Linked DNA regions of Oryctolagus cuniculus: region 1 is linked to region 2. A link is a contact called in public Micro-C data. All regions are on one chromosome and are shown on one strand. Each heading gives the region's core, a stretch centred on a gene start, on an enhancer-like site or on the middle of the called end of the contact. The rest is flanking DNA. Distances are from core to core; before and after follow the strand shown. Region 1 holds the start of BIRC2 (baculoviral IAP repeat containing 2). Region 2 holds the start of YAP1 (Yes1 associated transcriptional regulator).

Region 1 (2,700 bases), core at 104-2,603, 530 kb after region 2:
TTTCCCCCTCTACAGAAGTACATTCATTACCTTTTTTGGTCAGGACAAGAACTGAAAAGGAGAAATAATCTTGAATTCAGAATGAACAATTCTTGCTATATACTTTTCCCACATATTTTGGGAATGTTTTGTAACTTTCCGAGAAACATAACTTGAACTAAATACTAAACTACTACCAAGACCCATGTGCATTTTTGGAAGTTTTTAGTCATTGGGAGCCGTGGCATTTCTCCTCTATCACACTTTCTTTTTACTACCAACCATGGAACAGAGGACCTCCTGCTCTGTGACTGACTGGCAGGCAGAAATGACAGGACAGGAAATGGGAAATGGTTCAGTGTGTTGGAATTCCCCTGGCTGCCTAATTAAGTGGCTTATTTGGAAGTTTTTGAAATGTTTGCCCCTGGAGTTCCCCGGAAAGAAGCAAGCATCTGAGTTCATTGACAAAGCCTATTTTCACAGACACCGCGATACAACATGTACCCCACGGCCCAGGAGCGCAGCCGCATTCCACGCCGCAGAGGACGAGAGCCAAATGGCCCAGGCTAATGCAACCAAGGTTTATTTACGCGTGTTCCATCACGTCCCCATACGGAAAAAAATCCTTTGTCTTCGTAAGTGAACTCCTTGGCGCTTCCTGTATATGTGTGCACGTACATAACGTATACGTTCCATTTTATTCAAACCCAGCAAATCCTCGGACTGAAGCCTGACTCTCGTGGCTAACAATGCACATTTGAAATAAAACACAGCTCTTCCCCTGGAGCCTGTCTCCAGAGCAGGAAACCGAAAGTTTAAAAAAAGAAACGCTGGTTGATAAAAAAAAAAAAAAAAAAAAAAAAAAAAAAAGCTTCAAGTTTTCAAAAGCAATCTCCTGACGCCGTCCTCGCTGCATGTCTCGGCTGTGCACCCTGGCTTGCTCCCGGGCTGCGCTGCGGGACACGCACGAGGGGCAGCACGGCGAGAGTCCCGCGGGGGCCCGGACCCAACGAGGGGGCGGCCCGCGACGTGCAGTCCCTGCGCCAGGGCGTTTCCGCAGGGTTTCCCGAGCCTCCAACGCAACCGCTCACGCTCTGCCACGTCCCCCTCAGGAGAACGTCCGCGGCAGAGAAGAGGCAGATGTCACAGGGGCGCCAACCACGCGGCTAAAACGTGCAAACGCCAAGTTCAGGCGAACGAGCCGCAGCACCCCGCGGAACGACCGCGCCGCTCCAGGTGGGCGGACCCGCCGGGCCGCGCCGGGCCTCCCCGGGCCTCCGGGCCTCCTTCCCGGAGGTGACCCAGCGCTCCGTTCCGCTCTCCGACCGCAGACTCCCGGGCGCCCTCGCGCGGCGGGGGACGTGGGCGACCCGCAGGACGCGCTGACGTCACCGTGCGTCCGCGTCGGCCCCGCCGGGGTAGGGGGCTTGGGGAGCGCCGCAGGCCGGCAGAGCCGGGTTTGGCCGCTTGAGGTCTCGGCCCCACTGCCTTCCTGTTGTGCGGAGGCCTCCAGGCCCCCGAGCTGGGTCCCTGTTTGCTGTGCTGGCGATGCGGTGAGTGCGGCTCCTTCCGGGGCCGGCCGCGCGGGGCGGGTCGGGGCGCGGGCCTGCGGGGGCCCACTTCCCTGGTGTTGCGGCCGGGCGAGGGAGGACGGGGCCTGGGGCGCCGTGGGCTGTGTGGTTTCTACCCGCGCCGAGGCTTGTATTTAATTCGGAAGCCCCAACTTCAAAAGACTTTCAGTCGAGACTGGCTGCTTTTTTTTTAAATGATTCGTTTTCAAGTCTGGCCGCCGCCTGCTTTACTGCCCTTTGGACTTTGATCAAGATAGTTGCTCTAGGGAGTTTTTGCGCACTTGTAAACTTAGGCTTCCGTGGTCCGTGGGAACGCGAGAGCTCACATTTTGCAAGGCTCTGCGGTCCGCTGCTGCGGTGGTTGTCTGTTGTGTGTTGTTTGAAATAACTCCTAGAAATTAATGGCTAAAGCCGCACGGTTTCTCCTCTTTTCCCTTCCAGTTTATCCCCTGCCCACCTACAGCTTGCTTAAAGAGATCAAAAGTAGCAATATGCTGCTTGTAGATAAAGAGCTAAAATTTAAAGATACGAGACATGGTGTAATTAAAGTGTGCATTCATGCAAGCGGTCACAGTGCCAGGCCCAGGGTTGCAGGGACTATTATGTTACTGTTTGTTTTCGAGTTGGCTGTCTGTAGTGGTGGCGGCTTTGGAATTGCGAGGCAGCTGGTATGGTTTAAGGATTTGTATTAATGAGCTCCTCCTGATGTCTTTAACGCCCCACCAGACCAGCTGGTTTTTCTAGCCCTGGAAAGACCTAACATTTAAAAATCGCTTTACGGATCTGTCTCTGCTAGCCCCGTTGCAGACAGGGAGTAATGGAGTCTCCAGTTCTGTCCCTTTGTGCCTCCACCAAAGTGCCCGAGATAATTATCCTGAAGTGAGAAAAGGGGAGGAGACTGAAGACAGTGTTTCCACGTGTGGAATTGTCTTTGACGCTGTACATTGTAAAGACATGGATATAGTTCATGCTGTGGAGCTGTTTTGCATTTATTTAAATTAAGAGCATGTCCAATTAGAAAGTTTTGGTGACAGATTGCTGGAATTAACATATTGTCTAAAGTGTCAGTCAGACTCCACTGAATAAATTGCATAATCTGTAAGCTTCATGTGGCATGCAAATAGTTTTCTAAAATACCTTTTCTTTCTTT
Region 2 (2,700 bases), core at 183-2,682:
CCCAGGCCATAGCACAGAGCTGGATTGGAAGTGGAGCAGCAGGGACTTGAACCTGTGCCCATATGGGATGCCCACACTGCAGGTGGAAGCTTTACCCACTACGCCATAGCGCCGGCCCCATCAAATGGACTCTTTGTATATGTGACACTGTCAGGTGGAGAGTCAGGTGCCTTGTGCCACTCTCATGTGGTCCACCTTTGTGCCCTCCGAGGCTGAAAGGTACAGAGGAATGCTTATAACCCAAGTTAAGCTTCATGTTGTGTTGTCTCCAGTGACTGAGTTCCAAGTACTAAAAAAAGTTGTGATTTTCATTTTTTTTTGTTTTTAAAGATTTATTTATTCGAAAAACAGATTTAGACAAGGAAGCAAAGACAGATCTTCCAAGGGCTGGTTCACTTCCGGAAGAGCTACAATGGCTGGGGCTGGGCCAGGAGAAGCCACAGAGCCAAGATCTTCACCTAGCTCTCCCACATAGGTGCAGGGGTCCAAGTACTTGGGCCATCTGCTGCTTTCCCAGGCATATTAACAGGGAGCTGGATTGGAAGTGAAGCAGCCGGGAATCAAACTGGTGCTCATATTAGGAGGCCAATGTTGCAAACAGTGGCATACCTGCTCTTTGTTACCACCATCCCCTTAAAAAAAAGACAAACATGTATTTGAAAGTTATGCACACACACACAGAAGGGAGGCGCGGAGGGGGCCACTTGCATTCAGAGGTTCACTCCTCAATGGCCATAAAGGCTAGGGCTGAGCCAGGAGCTTCAAGGGGTCTCCCACGTGTATGTCAGGGGCCCAAACACCTGGGCCTCTTTCTGCTGCTTTCCCAGGCCAGTAGCAAGCAGCAGGATCGGAAGTGGAGCAGCCAGAACAGGAACCAGCAACCATACAGGCGCCCTCCTTTCAGGCTGGGGCTTTACCTGCTATGCCGCAACCCCGGCCCTGATTTTCACACTGAAAAGCAGTATTTTTATTGCTTTTACTGTGAATTACATTCACACAGTAAATCATTTACCCCTCTCAAGTGGGTTTGTGCATATTGGGGAAAGTGAAAAAAATTACAAAACCAAGTTACTATAAAAAGGGGTTACCTTTACTAAAATCGGTGCCTGTTAATGGCACCTATTTTTTAAGTCCCACCATCCGCACAGCGGCTCTCCGCCGGTGGGGGGATGCAAATGGATTCACCTCTGCAGACTCGGCCTTGGCCGTGTGGCGTGTCCAGGCGAGCTGGACGAGCCTTTCCTGAGCACAAGCCGGGAGAGGGCCGGGCAGCCCCGCGGGAGGACTTCCTGCGGCCAAGGGCGGCCGCGAACGCCGCAGAGTCCCAGCGCCGGCCCAGATCGGGCTCCGGGCTCCTCGTCGGGGCGGCAGCGCTGGCAGCTCGGACCGGCAGGCGCACCGCCGGCCCCAGCGCGGGGCAGCGCAGGCCGAGGCCGGAGCGGGGCGGGGGGTAGCTGGTCACGTGCTCCGGCACAGGCGGCGGAGGCCGGAGTCTGCAGGAATGTGGTAACTTGCCGGGGAAAGTTTCCCTCGGCGGGCGGGCGGCCGGCCGGGGATTCAGTGCGGGCGGGCGCGCAGAGGAAGGAAGAGCTGGGAGGAGGCGGAGCCGGCGAGCGGCTCGGGCGGGCGGTTCTCTCAACTTTAGTTTTGGCGTCTGAGGCGAGTTTCCGTCTCAGTCGGGCGCAGCCGCCGCCGGGGAAAAGAAAGAGAGGAAGGAAGGAACAAGAAAAGGAAATAAAAGAGAAAGGGGGAGGGGAAAGGCAACTAGCTGTCCGGCGGCTCCGTCCAGGGAGCTGAAGGGGGAAAAAAAAAAGTTCTGAGGCGCCGCAGGTCCGAGTTTCTGGCAGCCCCTCCCGAGGCGCCGCCGCCAGACCAGTGGAGCCCGGGCGCAGGGCGGGGGCGGAGGCGCCGGGGCGGGGGATGCGGGGCCACAGCGCAGCCCCCCGGCCCTGAGAGCGAGGACAGCGCCGCTCCCGCCGCGCAGCGCCGCCCGGCCCGCCGCACTCGTCGCTTCTCCAGTCTCGGCCCGCGGAGCCGGGGCGTCCCGGCGGAGCCCTCGCCCGCCGCCTGGTCAGGGGGTGCGCGTTGGGGGAGGCAGAAGCCATGGATCCCGGGCAGCAGCCGCCGCCTCAGCCGGCTCCCCAGGGCCAAGGGCAGCCGCCCGCACAGCCCCCCCAGGGGCAAGGCCCGCCGTCCGGGCCGGGGCAGCCGGCACCCCAAGCGTCCCAGGCGGCGCCCCAGGCCCCCCCCGCCGGGCACCAGATCGTGCACGTCCGGGGGGACTCGGAGACCGACCTGGAGGCGCTCTTCAACGCCGTCATGAACCCCAAGACGGCCAACGTGCCCCAGACCGTGCCCATGAGGCTCCGGAAGCTGCCCGACTCCTTCTTCAAGCCGCCGGAGCCCAAATCCCACTCCCGACAGGTAACCTCGCCTCGCCTCTGCCCCTTCCCCGTCGGGCTGGCCCCAGGACCGGGGGGGCGCTCGGGAGCCGCGGCCGCCCGCTCTGCCCAGGGGAGGGGGTTCCGGGAGCCGGGCGGGCGTGGGGGGTCTCCGGCGAAGGGGAGGACCCGGAGACGCCCGCCGGGCCGTGGCTCCCGGCTTCTCGCTCCTGTCGGAGTCCGGGGCCGAGATTTGTTTTTCCCTTGGGAGTTGGTCTCTGCGGTGCAGCCCCGGGGGGCGTGCTCCCCCCCTTCTTCT

What was found. Hi-C and Micro-C count contacts between places; a contact is called where the count stands out from the background.
Region 1: a Micro-C map of ear pinna shows a contact between it and region 2, with 6 times the contacts expected there. The contact joins the promoter of BIRC2 here to the promoter of YAP1 in region 2. A contact is called at or near these places in 2 of 6 Hi-C or Micro-C datasets (ear pinna and an unstated tissue).

Annotation. Positions count from the first base shown.
Region 1 is chr1:94,067,294-94,069,993 of mOryCun1.1, forward strand. It overlaps BIRC2 (baculoviral IAP repeat containing 2), which reads left to right and starts at 1,354. Exons shown (of 9, transcript XM_051849856.2): 1 at 1,354-1,532.
Region 2 is chr1:93,541,597-93,544,296 of mOryCun1.1, forward strand. It overlaps YAP1 (Yes1 associated transcriptional regulator), which reads left to right and starts at 1,433. Exons shown (of 8, transcript XM_017343710.3): 1 at 1,433-2,424. The coding sequence starts at 2,104.